5 separate regions of the Mus musculus genome follow, and all the other regions are linked to region 5. A link is a contact called in public HiCAR-type and HiChIP or PLAC-seq data. All regions are on one chromosome and are shown on one strand. The core of a region is the stretch at or near the end of the contact, and the rest is flanking DNA. Distances in the headings are between cores, read along the strand shown.

What was found. HiCAR-type assays count read pairs that join an accessible place to other places. HiChIP or PLAC-seq counts read pairs in DNA pulled down with a chosen protein or histone mark.
Region 1: a contact with region 5 is called in a HiCAR-type map of kidney, with 3 times the contacts expected there. The contact joins two enhancer-like sites. A contact is called at or near these places in 2 of 15 datasets of contacts at CTCF or cohesin (the NIH/3T3 cell line and large pre-B cells), 4 of 484 Hi-C or Micro-C datasets (bone marrow-derived macrophages, cortical neurons, muscle stem cells and 1 more), 22 of 115 datasets of contacts at active chromatin or transcription factors (the NIH/3T3 cell line, acute myeloid leukemia, a beta-TC-6 cell line and 10 more) and 2 of 9 other capture datasets (adipose tissue and liver).
Region 2: a contact with region 5 is called in an H3K27ac HiChIP or PLAC-seq map of embryonic stem cells, with 15 read pairs. The contact joins two enhancer-like sites. A contact is called at or near these places in 2 of 484 Hi-C or Micro-C datasets (both in embryonic stem cells), 12 of 115 datasets of contacts at active chromatin or transcription factors (bone marrow-derived macrophages, embryonic basal ganglia, embryonic forebrain and 4 more) and 1 of 9 other capture datasets (adipose tissue).
Region 3: an H3K27ac HiChIP or PLAC-seq map of embryonic stem cells shows a contact between it and region 5, with 5 times the contacts expected there. The contact joins two enhancer-like sites. A contact is called at or near these places in 1 of 15 datasets of contacts at CTCF or cohesin (the NIH/3T3 cell line) and 13 of 115 datasets of contacts at active chromatin or transcription factors (bone marrow-derived macrophages, embryonic basal ganglia, embryonic forebrain and 4 more).
Region 4: a FOXA1 HiChIP or PLAC-seq map of pancreatic cancer cells shows a contact between it and region 5. The contact joins two enhancer-like sites. A contact is called at or near these places in 5 of 115 datasets of contacts at active chromatin or transcription factors (embryonic basal ganglia, embryonic stem cells, pancreatic cancer cells and 1 more) and 1 of 9 other capture datasets (adipose tissue).

Annotation. Positions count from the first base shown.
Region 1 is chr13:109,546,601-109,549,300 of GRCm38.p6, reverse strand. All of the region lies in intron 3 of Pde4d (phosphodiesterase 4D, cAMP specific), which reads right to left. Among named protein-coding and RNA genes, the nearest start is that of Gm32703, 110 kb to the right of the region's middle. Within about 2 kb of position 1,385, at least 67 of the 459 cell types and tissues checked have an H3K27ac peak or open chromatin away from gene starts, as enhancers often do. A contact at or near this core is called in bone marrow-derived macrophages, kidney and muscle stem cells, where this site is marked.
Region 2 is chr13:109,624,357-109,627,056 of GRCm38.p6, reverse strand. All of the region lies in intron 3 of Pde4d (phosphodiesterase 4D, cAMP specific), which reads right to left. Among named protein-coding and RNA genes, the nearest start is that of Gm32703, 180 kb to the right of the region's middle. Within about 2 kb of position 1,371, at least 5 of the 459 cell types and tissues checked have an H3K27ac peak or open chromatin away from gene starts, as enhancers often do. A contact at or near this core is called in embryonic stem cells, where this site is marked.
Region 3 is chr13:109,598,712-109,601,411 of GRCm38.p6, reverse strand. All of the region lies in intron 3 of Pde4d (phosphodiesterase 4D, cAMP specific), which reads right to left. Among named protein-coding and RNA genes, the nearest start is that of Gm32703, 160 kb to the right of the region's middle. Within about 2 kb of position 1,406, at least 11 of the 459 cell types and tissues checked have an H3K27ac peak or open chromatin away from gene starts, as enhancers often do. A contact at or near this core is called in embryonic stem cells, where this site is marked.
Region 4 is chr13:109,650,698-109,653,397 of GRCm38.p6, reverse strand. All of the region lies in intron 3 of Pde4d (phosphodiesterase 4D, cAMP specific), which reads right to left. Among named protein-coding and RNA genes, the nearest start is that of Gm32703, 210 kb to the right of the region's middle. Within about 2 kb of position 1,402, at least 91 of the 459 cell types and tissues checked have an H3K27ac peak or open chromatin away from gene starts, as enhancers often do. A contact at or near this core is called in adipose tissue, embryonic stem cells and pancreatic cancer cells, where this site is marked.
Region 5 is chr13:109,259,011-109,261,710 of GRCm38.p6, reverse strand. All of the region lies in intron 3 of Pde4d (phosphodiesterase 4D, cAMP specific), which reads right to left. Among named protein-coding and RNA genes, the nearest start is that of Mir582, 64 kb to the left of the region's middle. Within about 2 kb of position 1,325, at least 274 of the 459 cell types and tissues checked have an H3K27ac peak or open chromatin away from gene starts, as enhancers often do. A contact at or near this core is called in adipose tissue, bone marrow-derived macrophages, embryonic stem cells and 3 more, where this site is marked.

The DNA.
Region 1 (2,700 bases), core at 136-2,635, 290 kb before region 5:
AGCACAGAAATCCCCACCGTCTGCACGGGGAAGGCAGAAATGGCATTAGCATAGCTCTGGTGAGTGACAATTCTGGAATGGATGGCACAAGCTTTGGGAATACCAAATGAAGAGGCCTGTCCCTTCTGACAGTTGTCAAAAGCCAAAGACAATATTCCTTCTGAAAAATAATTTCCTCAATTCATCCTTGACAGAGCAGAGCCAAACAAGGAAAGAACCCCAAGGGAAATGGGACTTTAGTGAGACGAGTATGAGAGACCCCCCTTTTACACTGAAAAGACAGCATCCATCCGTGTTTTCATGGAGGGAACAGTATAGAACTGCGTGGTATGGTGCTGGCTGAGAAAGGAGAGGCACTGAAAGGCAGCGCAAGCAGCAGTCCCCTGGCCTACTTGGAGCAAACATGATTGCTCCATCAGCATCTTTAGCAGTAACATTACTGGAGAGGTAAAATGAGTGAGAACAGTTGGTAAATGTATGTATTACCCAGCCCCACTATACACATCCTGATTTAGGGACCGTGTGCTAGAAGGCACGGGTTCCTTCTCTGTTGGTGTGATGCTTCGCAGAGAGCATTCTCGGAGGGTTTAATCTCCGTTATGATGTCAGGACTTAATGAGACATAATTTAATGAAACATCAGGAAACACATGCTTTTCCTCCTAGTTTTTTTTTCTCATCATCAAACTGCTTATAAGGAAAAATACCTAGTGTAAAACATCTCGTTTTAATTGTGCTAGGCCATTAGTTAAGACCATTTTTCAGACTTCGAATACGTTATTTAAAAGATGCAGTCCTCATTCCCACTCATAGAGGGCGCTATTTTCTTGTTCATTCCATTTCAGGCACTTGATTAAAAAAACAAAACAAAACAAAAAAACCCAAATACCCCTCCAATGCTGCATCAGTGAAATAAGCCCACAAATAGCTTGACTGTAACAGAGTATATGGTAACAATCCTTTAAGGCAGATTCAAATGAATTTTTAGCGTAGCCATTGCTTGTACTGTTTTTATCTGAGTAAGATGTGGTGAGAAATTAAACTTTCATTTCCTTCCAAAGATTGTTTTTCTTATACTCTAAGATTTTGTTACTTTGCCCATTAATAAATGTTCACTAAATTTCTTGTAGAAACGTGTTTACAGAACTGTATAACAAATTTAATATCACATACAAAGATATCTTCAAGCAAAGTGCTTTACTATGAAGTGAAATATAATTTTAAAATGAAGTCATAAAATACACAGGAAACCCTCCACCTACAATCGGCAATACATCAGACCTGCAAGATGTGCTGCGGCAATGATGTGTAGAACTTGTGGGAATGGCCAACAGATTTCGGTTTAACTTGAGAACCACACCACCAGAGGGAGCCCATGCTCTATACGACCTGATAGCTAGGACCCAGAGAGAGACTGGAGAGCCCAGAGCGCTAAGGCTGAGCCACAGTACTGAGGGAAAAAAATCCTAAAGATATTCTGCTATCCTCCTAGATCTAGCGACTTGTCCAGTCATTCTCAAAGAGTCCATCTTCAATGGGCCAGCAGATGGGAGAAGCTTTAGAGACCCCCACTCAGACATTATGTGGAGAACCTAACTGGAGGTTCCCATAGGGTCCTTCTCCTAGGAGCTCTGAAAACCCCGTGGAAGAGCAAAAAAACAAAAAAACAAAAAAACAAAAAAACAACAACAAAAAAAACAAAAAAAAACAAACAAAAAAACAAAAAACAACAACAAAAAAAAACAAAAACAAAAAAAAACAAAAACAAAACAAAAACAAAAACAAAAAAAAAAACAAAACAAAAAAAAACCAAAAAAACCCAAGAGATTATAGAGTGAGAGAGGATGGAGGACACCAGGAGAACACGGGCCACTGAATCAGCTAAGCAAGGGCTCACATACATGGGCTCATAGAGACCTAAGTGACAAGCCCAAGGCCTGCGTGGGTCGGCACCAGGTCCTCTGCATATATGTGATGGCTCCGTGTTTTTGTGGGGCTTCCAACGGTGGCAGTGGGTGTGTCTCTGACTCTAATGCCTGTTCCTGAGCCTCTTCCTCCTACTAGGTTGCCTTGTCTGGCTTGGATTCGAGGGCCTTTGCCTTTCCTTACTGTGTATCTTGTTTTGCCCTGTCTGACCGTCATCTCTTAGAGGCCTGCTCTTTTCTCAAGAGGAAACTGAGCGGGTGTGGATCTGAGGGAGAGGGGAGGTGGTGAGGTCGCTGGGAAGCGTGGAGGGAGGGCAACTGTGGTCTGATGTATGAGTGAAGAATCTATTTTCAAAAAAGGAAAAGGAAAAGTAGTTTATAGAACTATATGAAATTTAATGTTACCTATAAGGATATCCTCTTGAAGTAATGTGTTATACTATGAAGTAAAATGTAACTTTAAAATACGGCCGTAACACTGGCAAACTGTGAACTGACCTCAATGTTAATATTTATGGTCATTAGTGGTGAGGTGGAAATGCCTTTATGTCTTTTACTTGCAGGTGAAGCTGCAGAGTCATTTTTAAAAACGAGTTTTCTAAGTGTCTATTTTGGTATATTAGCATCCATTTTCTGTCCCTCCAGTGAGTACAGAACTGTGAAGATTAAATCAAAAGGGCTAACAGGGTTGGTCTGGAGCACGGAGACATGGGGCGAAGGGTAGGAGGAAGCCGAACCTCACGCTGATTTTTTTTTTTTTAAAGCATCTGTCGTTT
Region 2 (2,700 bases), core at 122-2,621, 370 kb before region 5:
AAGAATAGGATTACGGGATTAAGTCTTAAAGGGTTAATGTTTTATTTACAAAACTGAAATTATCCCTGTCTTATTTACAAAGACTGAATAAAAACAACAAAGAACGACTCAGGAGTTGTATAGGACACTACCAGAACTAGCTGATGGAATGGTTTCTAGTTGTTTTGCCTTATGCTTCAAATGTAAAAACAACTCTCTGTCTCTCTGTCTCTCTGTCTCTCTGTCTCTCTGTCTCTCTCTCTCTCTCTCTCTCTCTGTCTCTCCCTGTCTAAAAACATATGGGCTATGAGCACAGGTTGTTCAGTTGGTAAAAAATTTACAACCGTGGATCCGACTGTGTTTCCCACTTGTTGCCTGCCCACCAGTTAAGGTCAGAAACGATGTCTTCCCACTTTTCAGACCCATACTAACAAACCAGCAAAACAATTTTGGAATTGCCAGACTGCAAAGCAAAATTGCTCCCTCAGGACTAAGACAAAAAGAGCTCAAATACCAGAGATTTCTAAATAACAACAATCTCATGTGTCCAATTGTGGGGGCATAAATTTTTCCACAACATTTTTTTTTTTATACGCCAATAGCCATAAACTTTCCTGTTCTCAGGCCCTAGCTGTTGGCCATCTCCTTCAGACCCCCCTGCACCAGGATACATCTTGAGCATTGATTGAATGGAAAAAAAAACAAAAACAAAAACCAGCTGACTGTCAGATGACTTTCCTCTAGTTCCTCATCCTGCCAGCATGATTTCAATAATGATTTTCTGCTCATTTTGTAATAAGAACATGAGATATGTTATATAAGCCCTAATAATCAATTTCCAGGCTTCCAATTTCTTTTATTCTGTTTGATCACCGAGGAAATTGAGGTTTACAAAGTTTGAATAACTTATTCCTGAAAGCATAAAGCTAAGGAGTAGCAGATGCAAGGTTAAACCTACGGTCCTGTTCCCTACAAAAACCTACAGTCTATGTGCCGAGAAAGTAAAGAATGCGAGAAGGCTCCTCTGAAGGAGAGGCAAATCATGGCAGAATCATGGCGGAAGTTTTAGATTTTCACTGGGGAGGAACCAGACAGACACCATGGCTAACAGTTACCTAATCTTACACAGCCAGACAATGCCTCTAGCCACTATTGTCAGCACTGAGACTCAGACACGTTAAGTTTCTGCTATCATAAAGTCAGTCTATGATGACAGACACGTGAGTACAGGTTAGTTCCGTTCATCTCTAGATCGTGGCTTTGCTCTTGATGGCAAATGATCTTTCAATTGATAACTCCTGGAAGAAGACTGAGTTTGGAGTGGCACTAGCTGAAGGCAGAGCCTGAGTGGGCCCAAGCATGAAGAGCCATAGAGACTGTGAACTTGGGATGCCCGCCCGGAGGAAAGGCTGAAGCGCATGCGCATCAGCCTGTGTGCGCTGCTCAGGGTCCGGCGTTTTCCACGTGGGAAAGAAATAGAAATGCTTTTTAATTGGTGTAGCCAATGATGGCAGCTCACCAATGGCTAAAAAAAGAAACACCGACATCTGCTTTAGAGTCACACCTAATCATTTGTTTTTGCTAATTTGTTCTTAATTCATCACAGGACACGCAAAACGTTGAGGTCTAGCTCTCTCTCGAAAAGAAAACCACCCAAGAGATTCACAGCTAGACCTTGATATAATCGCCATTAATGAGGCAGTAGGGAAGGCCCTGAGCTCTGATTCCATGCTATTCCCATTTCATTTGTTCAGAGACATTAAATGCCTTTGCCGCGTCTGATGATGGCGAGCAACAAGGCCTTGATAGAGATCCCAGGTCTCTGCTAAGCGTTAGAGGATAGGCTGTTTCTATTAATATATTAGAGACTCCCTCTGCTAAGTGACTGCTTGCGTATTCCAGAGAGTTGTTTCTCAGCTCATCAACACTAAAAACAAACTCCTGGGTAGGACAACTGTTTGCTGTCTGTCAGACATCTCTTAAAACCACATTCTCAAGTTCTTACTTCACAGTCAGATAGAATTTAGTTCAGTGTTAAGTGGCTGAAGGGACAGAGAGACCTGGTGCCCTTCACAGACACTTTGAACTCAGAATATCCTCTCAGGAAAATGTCACTGAAACATGTGATAGAAAACGCTTCACTGTACAGTCGGTACCTAGCATTACACCGCCGCGCCACAACCACCACCCACCTACATCTTGATTTCACCAGTAAAGAAAAAAAAAAAAAGCATACTGTAAGTATGACTAGGAGGCCCAAGAAAAGCTACAATACACTGAGTGTCAGGCGTCTGTAGTCCAAAGTTGATGGGGAACAGCAAACTTGTTGAGACTAAATATTTATAATATGGTTCAAAAAAGAGATTCATTTTGCAAAATAGCGCTATTGGAATTTCAGAAACGTAGAACAGCTAAGGAAATTTCCTGAGAGTATCAACAACTCTATCTCTTAAACTCCACCAGTTACCCTTGGGAGATTATCTCTAGCAGGTCACCATTAGATTGGACCTGAATAACAAGAATTTCAATGTTATAATAATATATATGGTGGTTTGGATGAGAATGGTCCTACAGGCTAATGTTTGAATATTTAGTTCCCTGGTAGAACTGTTTGTGATGGGTTAAGGGATATGGCCTTATTGGAGCAGGTGTGGCCTTGTTGGAAGGGTCACTGAAGATGAGCTTTGACATTTCAAAAGACCAGCCATTTCCAGTTAGTGC
Region 3 (2,700 bases), core at 157-2,656, 340 kb before region 5:
GCTTGCTAGTACGAAGCCTGGTAGGGAGGAGACACAACCTCACAACAAACATCTTTCCCCTGGCCCTCTCTTCTACAGTGACTGTGAGCATTAGGTATGGGAATTCTATTGTACAGAACCCTCATCCCTGAGGACTAACTTGCATGGTGCCTTTGGGTGATGAGTACTACTCATAAGTCCTCCGAGGAAGCGAGCTGAGGCAAAGTAGAGTAATCTAATATCTGAACAGTCTACACTGCTAATGACAACCACCAGCACAACGTCACCTGGGTGTGCTGGTCTAAGTAGAAAGGTTGCATCTGCTCCTTTTAAGCTCAGTAGGAATTATTGAACATTCTTTCTCCCAAATCGTGCTGGTCTAGTACAGTGCTGGTTTACTAAGATTCATGCCTTCAGGAGGTCTCAGTAGTTAACTATTTTTTTCCAGGACCAGGCATGAATTCCTTTTCCTTGCATGGGCCTTAAGTCCAATTAAAGTTGGTTAGTGCCAAGGTGTGTATGCCACTACTGTACCCGTGGGCGATCACGCTATGGTGGCGCTTGCTTTGGTTCAGAGATGCCAGAGCTGAGTAGGACTATCAATTGTTCCTCATTGGTCGAATATTTTCCTGATATGTATGAGGTCCTAAATTTAATCCCCAGTACAACAGCCATAAAAAACATTCTCCGTCTTTTTACCTGAAGATACCAGGTTTATCTACCCACATCAACAGCTTCTTGTGAAATAACACGCCTTTCCTTAGCTCACTCTTTTACTAATTAAATAACCACTGAGTAGCTCTTTCCTGTACTTGCTCCTTAAATAAAGGATTCAAAGTAAATCAAATACAATATCTATATTGAACAATTTTATGGTAGGATAAGAAAGAGCAGGAGAGCCCGGTGTGTTGGCACACGCCTTTGATCCCAGCACTCGGGAGGCAGAAGCAGGCGGATTTTTGAGTTTGAGGCCAGTCTGGTCTACAAAGTGAGTTCCAGGACAGCCAGGGCTATACAGAGAAACCCTATCTCAAAAAAAAAAACCAAAAAACAAACAAACAAACAAAAAACCAAACAAACAAAAAAAGCAAGCAGGAGACTGATTATCCTTCTGTGACAGACTTTTATAGGACAGTGAAAATACAGGACTTTGTCAATTCCTCAAGGGTCATTTTTAAAGGGCATATAAAATATTTTCAAGAGATACTAAAATAGTGCATACTTTGTACTAAATGAGACATCTTTCTTTTGTTTTCTTCATTTCTAAATACCTCTTTTGTTACTCAGTTTTTGGTCACTAATAAAAGATACTTTGTATTCTATTGCTTGGCAGCCATTGCATTTCACCGGATTGAAGAGCCCGCCTTTCAAATTCAGAACAGAGGGTGGAGACTGAAAGGTCATGGGAAGGATTGCCTTAGGGCAAGGTGGGCACACTGGGCTGGGACAGAGCTGTTCGCAGAGCTGAACCAAGGCTTCTCACAAGGCTCACACAGAGCACATGATGGAACCCTAGCTGAGCTGCCTCAGGGTTTCTCACTTGGCAAGCACAAGACATTGAAGAGCTCTGCCTCTTCCCCAGTTCCTGTCAGGAATTGATCCATGGAGAAAGGTTAATGTTTAACCTGAACTTGGGCAATACAATGAGTTTGTTACTTTATAATAACAAATTTTGGCTTGAATGACGACAAGAATCACATGCCAACTGAGGATAGAGGGAAAAGTACGAGCTCATTTTCTTCAAAGATTAAATTACCACATTCCTTCGGAAAATGTGACAGCCCATATTCTAAACTCAAGAATTCATAATGTATCCCAAGAATGCTCCATGAATATAACTCTTTGGCATCCTATGACTATAGGTAAGTTTCTATACATCTAAAGGCAAGCTTCAGATAATAGCATATTTAGTCATGGCTTTCCTTACTCTGCTTCAGATGAAAATGCTCTATATTTTGTCATGGCTAATGGTGTAATGTTTGAATACAAAACTTAATTAAATTTAAACTTGTCTGATTTATGTTACAATATTCAGAACAAAATTATTTACCTTGTAAGTTGCCACCCCCATCCCCCACCCCCCCAGAGTTGGAGAGAACACTAGTCTACAGCAACATCTTATTATTCAGCATGTAGATTTACTAATGGGCTTTTACAAACACTCAGATCTTATCTTTACATAGAATGAAGGACTTGAGTGTCCCATGTCTCTCCAGACAGCAACTTTGAGTGGCCCAATGAATTGCCATGGTTGTCTTTTTGGTAGTTCTCCTTATTTGTACCTTATTTGTTTGGGGGCAACCTCCTAACAACCACATCCCCTCCCTTCCTCCCACAATCCCCATGTACATTGCTGCCTAGATAAAAATCATTATGATCCAGGCAACAGATTCTCACATATGTGACATGTAGTTAAAAATGAAAGTCAAACAGAATTGAGAAAGATACGTTTTGACATCCCTTTAAGGTGACACCACTTTTAAGATCTGCACTGATTTGACAGGGATTGATAATTTTCAAGTCTTAGTTCCTCGTGAATAAAATAGAAATATCATCAACTTCCTATTGAAACCAATGTGCACAGAAGTGCCTCTCTTTTGATCTATAAATATCCCTGTATATACATGTGTACAGGTGGTCACAATCTAATTAAGTGCAATCCATCACCCAGATACTTATATGATAGTTTAGAAATCAATCATATATTGCATAGTGGTACAA
Region 4 (2,700 bases), core at 153-2,652, 390 kb before region 5:
ACTAGTATTGCCTTTTGCTGGGATGTTCAAGCAAGCTAATTTGAAGTCTGAAAGTACTAGCTTGCTGCCTGGAATTGGTCCCCACAAGCTTGAAATAAACTAGTCAACGAGCTTAAAGTTGCCCTTCACAGACAAAAGGATACACTCAGCTCCAAGCCATTAGGGAAGGTCTAATTTCACAGCGCCAGACAGCCAGGAAAAGTGAGCCTCAGAGGAAACCCTTTGTGGAAACTCCCTGAACTGTCCTCAGTAAACTCTATAGACCCATTTTAGATCTGCTTTTGTAAAATTCTTTTTTATTAAAATATCATGTTTTTTTTTTGGGGGGGGGGACCCTACTGTAAGTTGTTTGAAGGAGGTATAGTTAACAAAAGTCTGATGATGATCCCAGCAACCCCGGGTTCAAAGTTCAGCTCATTAGCTACCTCTGAGCCGTATAACCCTCAGCCCATTGACTGATCCATATGACCTCTATTTTCACAGCTGTGGGGGAAAAAAAATTGCCACGGGGATAATAAAGTCACTTCTCAGAACTGTTGAAGATTGTGAAAGTCACTACCAAAAATGTCTGGCACAAGCCCAGGCTTAGTGTGGGCTTAATCAGATGACACGGAGTTCTTCATTTCTCTTCTGCCTTCCGTTCTTATCCCCTCTCCTCCACGATTTTACACCAGCTTTCATAGGTCATGATTGCTCTGTACTCTTCCTGCTGAGCGCCCCCCTCCACCAGTACATGAAGATACTCTGTGGTCTTGGTTGTTCAAATCAAAGACAGCCCACTAGGGATTTAGTCCTTTTGCTCAATGCTTAGCTCATAATAGATTGCAAATGTCCTAAGGGGGGAAAGGCATTCATTTCTGTCTAACTGCTTATTTATGCTGCTTTTCATTGACCTGGAGGATCAAATCCAGGACCTTGTACAAGAACTCGACGAGTGACCCACATCATCAATGGCTTTGTCATACTTTAGTTGTTACACTTTTTATTTTCTCTGAGTAGACTCTGCCAAGGTAAACATGGGCAACAAAAATGAAGCTAAATGAGGTCTTGGCTTTGAGGAGCAAAGATGTGGGGAGCGGACAGAGAAGAACCCTCCTGACAGGGAGGAAGCATTCCAACACCAAACCTCCTGACTCAGTCATTCTACAGAATCCAGGAGACGATGCATTTGCTACTGTGTTGGTAAATAAGGCTCACGTGCTCCTTGAGTTGATACCTGTTTCCTTTTTCTTCTTATTCAGAACACTTCTCAAACATCTTTACAAAGACATTATTAGCATAAGAGAAAGGCACTCAGAAATCACCATGTCTAATGATGATGGCTGCCAGTGCTGCCACTGACCGTGTAAGTAGCACTTGCCAGGCCTTACAGCAGCATTTTGCAATTAGTTCACATACCAGCCTATGACTGGGTATACAGATAAGGACACCAAGCCAGAGGCGGGAAGAGAGTGCACAAAGCAGGTGTTAGACCCAGCTAATAAGCGATGAGTCATGCTGTCTGCATAAACATCTCGAGTACTTTGTCTCCTTTGGGTGAGCAATCACGGAACTCAATTAGGAATTCCATTTTGTTCTACTACACTGTATACTATAATTGAATAACCTAATGCATCTTTTTTTGTTTTGTTGGTTTTGGTTTTTGCTTTTTTTGTTTTTTTGTTTTTCTCCAAAGTGAGACTTGGGGAATTCTAAGGAAATATCAAGAGGTCAAAGGAAGTAAGCTCAAAGTCTGGATGGCTTGGGAAGCCTTGACCCTTTGTAAACACTGCCCACCACCTACCAAGCCATTCATGGCATTTTCAAGATGGATGACTATAGGGAGCTGGACAGACAGCTCAGAAGTTAAGAGCATGTGTTGATTTTTGTGGAGAACCAGGATCTATTATGTCACAGGACTCATAACAGCCTGTAACTCAAGCTTGGGCGATCTGACACTCTGGCATCCTCGGGCACCTGTCCGTGTCTGCCCATACCTACCCCCACACAACACATACACGTAATTTAAAGTGTAAATCAAATCCTTTAAAAATGCACAATTGTAAAAGGTTTTTCTTTGGTACTAGGAAGAGATATTGCGGAGTTAGGACTTGGAATATTCACAGGTTAAAAATAAGTGTGAAAACCACTGCTTTCATGTGCGTTTCCATGGAAATGTTGAAAACAACTTCCCAGGAAGGCCTTGAGGCTGTATTAATCCTTGCCATATCCCCAAAATGTTGCCTCATTATATTATCCCCCTCCCTACAAAAGTACTTTCCGTTTGTTCCTCACAGACAACTTGTAAGCTGATTAAGGCTTACAAAGTCTTGCTTTATAGAGAAAATGTTGAATCCAGAGCTCTGTGGGTATTAAGAAATCAATGATCAACAGGCACCCAGGCTCCCAACACCGGCCAACGGCAACGTTGCCAAGGCAAAAGGCCTTCTGTGTGTGCAATGGTCTAGGGCTTTCATGATGAAAAAAAAAAAAAGCCACATCTCAGCAAACATAATTTTGCACGCTGAACACAAGGGATCGGTGATATCGTACTACAGTTCGGTCTGCCTCAGGATTCCTTTAGGAGTTACATCTGAAGGCGGTGTCTGTCTGAAAGGTGTCTGTGTAGCAGCATTGACAGATTGCCTGGCATTCGCTCTTGAAACTCCTTAGCCCTGAGCTCGGGCACCTAAGCGGCTCCTTTCTCTGAGGAAAGCAGAA
Region 5 (2,700 bases), core at 76-2,575:
TTCAATATTTGATATTTTCAAGAGCAAGAAAATATTGAAAGTCCTCCAGAAAAAACAAAACAAAACAAAACAAACAAAACATGGAAGCAAGTGCATAAAATAACCTCACCCATTATAAAGATGATAAAATATTCATGAAGGAAATATAAGTGCAAAACATTCAAAGCATTCAAATTCAAGAAAAACAAGATCAGAGTAACAAGGGGTTGCCCATCACTTCCTGCGGGCTTCCTAATCCCTTTCCTCTTCCCTGAAAAGGCACGATGAAAATTATCAACACAATAAAGCTGGAGGCAGTTTGGGGGGCGGGGGGGAGGGGCTCATCTGTACACACTACTGTGAGCATCTCTGTTTGCACGGAGTATCACTCAGGAGACGCTAAGTGTGAGGAGCCTCCCCTCTGTTCTGGTCCAATTAGGAGAACCTGGTAGGGATATTAGCATAAGAAATCAAAGAAACGCCACTACTTAGGTATGGGAGCAAACCTACATTCCTTTTGGACATCTGGAATCCAATTTTCTTGTAGGAACTTGCAATAGAGACTGAGCTCTTAGAACCACCCACCTCAACCACTCCTATTACCTATCTCTAGGATTCCTGCCCTGACTTGGGCATCGGTGGGACATACTATGGAGGTAGATTACTTCCGATAAATCACAGGAGTGGAATAGAGATCTTCCTCCCCACCCCCAAGGCTGCAGGAGGAGCAAAAATCACTGAACCATACGGTATGGCTAACATTTCAGGGGTCGGTGCAGACCTTACCATGTATGTGCCACTGTGAAGCGGCGCTGTTTGGGGATGTTGCTACTCAGAAGCATCCTGCGCAGGAGCCTGGGGGAATTCCTGGGAGAAATCACCGGGGAGAGCTTGGGAGAAACGGATTTCCTCGCTGTCTTTGACTTTTCGTGCTGCAACAGGTTTTCCCGCAGGGATTTCACAAGATCCTCATTGAGCCATGGGTTTGGAACATGCGGATTATCCACTTCAGGGACTGTAAGGGTGTCCGGGCTTGTCGTCTGCTGAGCCATTTTCCTGGTCAACTTTGTACAGTTGGCCACAATCCAGGGCAACGTGGTTGCCTGGCCTGTTTCCAGTGAGTCCCTTGATCCGGAGTCTGAGGAATGTCCAGGGAAACAGGTCGGATCCAGCTGCTGTTAGTTCATTCCGCCCCTGCCTCAGTCTCTCGGTGCAGGCTGCTGGGTGTAGACCAGGCGAGCACACTCCCCCGCCGAAGCCTGTTCAACGTCACCCTCCTCCCCCAGCCCCAGCCAAAGATCACTTGACGAGCAGAGCTCGGGAGGCTCGGGAACATGGAGGGAAGCCACCGCGCTAGCTCGGCTTTTGTCAGCCTGCAGAGCAGCCTGTTAAACTATCGGAACTAATGCGGCGCAGCTGCTCCAGTGACTCCTGCTTATGTACATAAAAAGTCCTGGGGGGAGGGCTTAACCATCAGACGCCTGCTACTCCTCTGTTTGGCCTGCCTTTCCATTTGCTTATTCCTGAATGTAAAGGAAAGAAAAACTTGGAACTTGACCTTCCTCTCAGGCAGGCAGGGGCTATTTATCTCCCTATGGTCTACATTCATAAAAGAAAATTACTAGTGCTTTAGTTTTTTCTTTTTTTTTCTTTTCTTTTCTTTTCTTTTCTTTTCTTTTCTTTTCTTTTCTTTTCTTTCCTTTCCTTTCCTTTCCTTTCCTTTTCTTTCCTTCCTTCCTTCCTTCCTTCCTTCCTTCCTTCCTTCCTTCCTTCTTCCTTCCTTCCTTCCTTCCTTCCTTTTCTTTCTTAATTCTTTTTTTTCCCCCTTTAATAAGGGAAGAATAAATATCCAGTAGCTAGACAAGAAGGAATGGTTCCCTGCTTCTAAATTCAGTCTGATGTATCCTATGAGACAAATCATAAGCGAATACTCCCCCCTCCAGAGACAAACCAAAGGTTTCAAAACGTTACACAGGAAGGACGTGAACAGAGACTGTTGGCTTTTACAACCTTGTTAATTATGGTTCTTTCAAAGCACCAAGCAACACTATTCAGACCCACAAACTTGTTTGTAATCTCTTTGTAGTTAAACTTGCCTCCTCCTGCAAGGAACTGGTTATTTTCACAGAAATAGTTAAAAAAAAAAAAAAAAGAAAGAAGTAAGGTTTCAATTGTTACATTATGTTATGTTTAATTGATATTCAGCCACGAGAGGGTAAAATAAATCAAGCCTTTCATAATTTCTTTTAAAAGAATATTTCAATTTGTGGAAAATATAGCTTCAATAAACTTATTTAGAGAAGATTTAAAATAAAGAAAAGAAAGTATTTTCTTACCGGAAGGGAGTAAATTAAAATGAAGAAAATGTTAATACAAGGAAGCAAGCAATAAAACCTGATTAACTCTCTGTGTTGTGTGGCTCCTGGAATGGTGGGAAAGAGCAGGAGTCTGGCACAGGGCTATCTCTAGCACCCTGGTGACTTTTGGGGGATCTCAGATTATTTTACACTTGAAAAAACAATACCTCTTTGAGGAGCTACAAAATACCTCCAGCCCCCTCCCCCCAAATGGAGGGTTAAATAATTAGATACAATGTTTGGGAATGGGGGGCTGTGAGGCGGTATGAAACAGTTCTATAGTCTCTGTTAACTGTAAGTGTCCATACTTCTCCCCAGCCTTGTTGCCCCTTAAAAGTAAAGTCTTTGACTTTCAAATGTTATA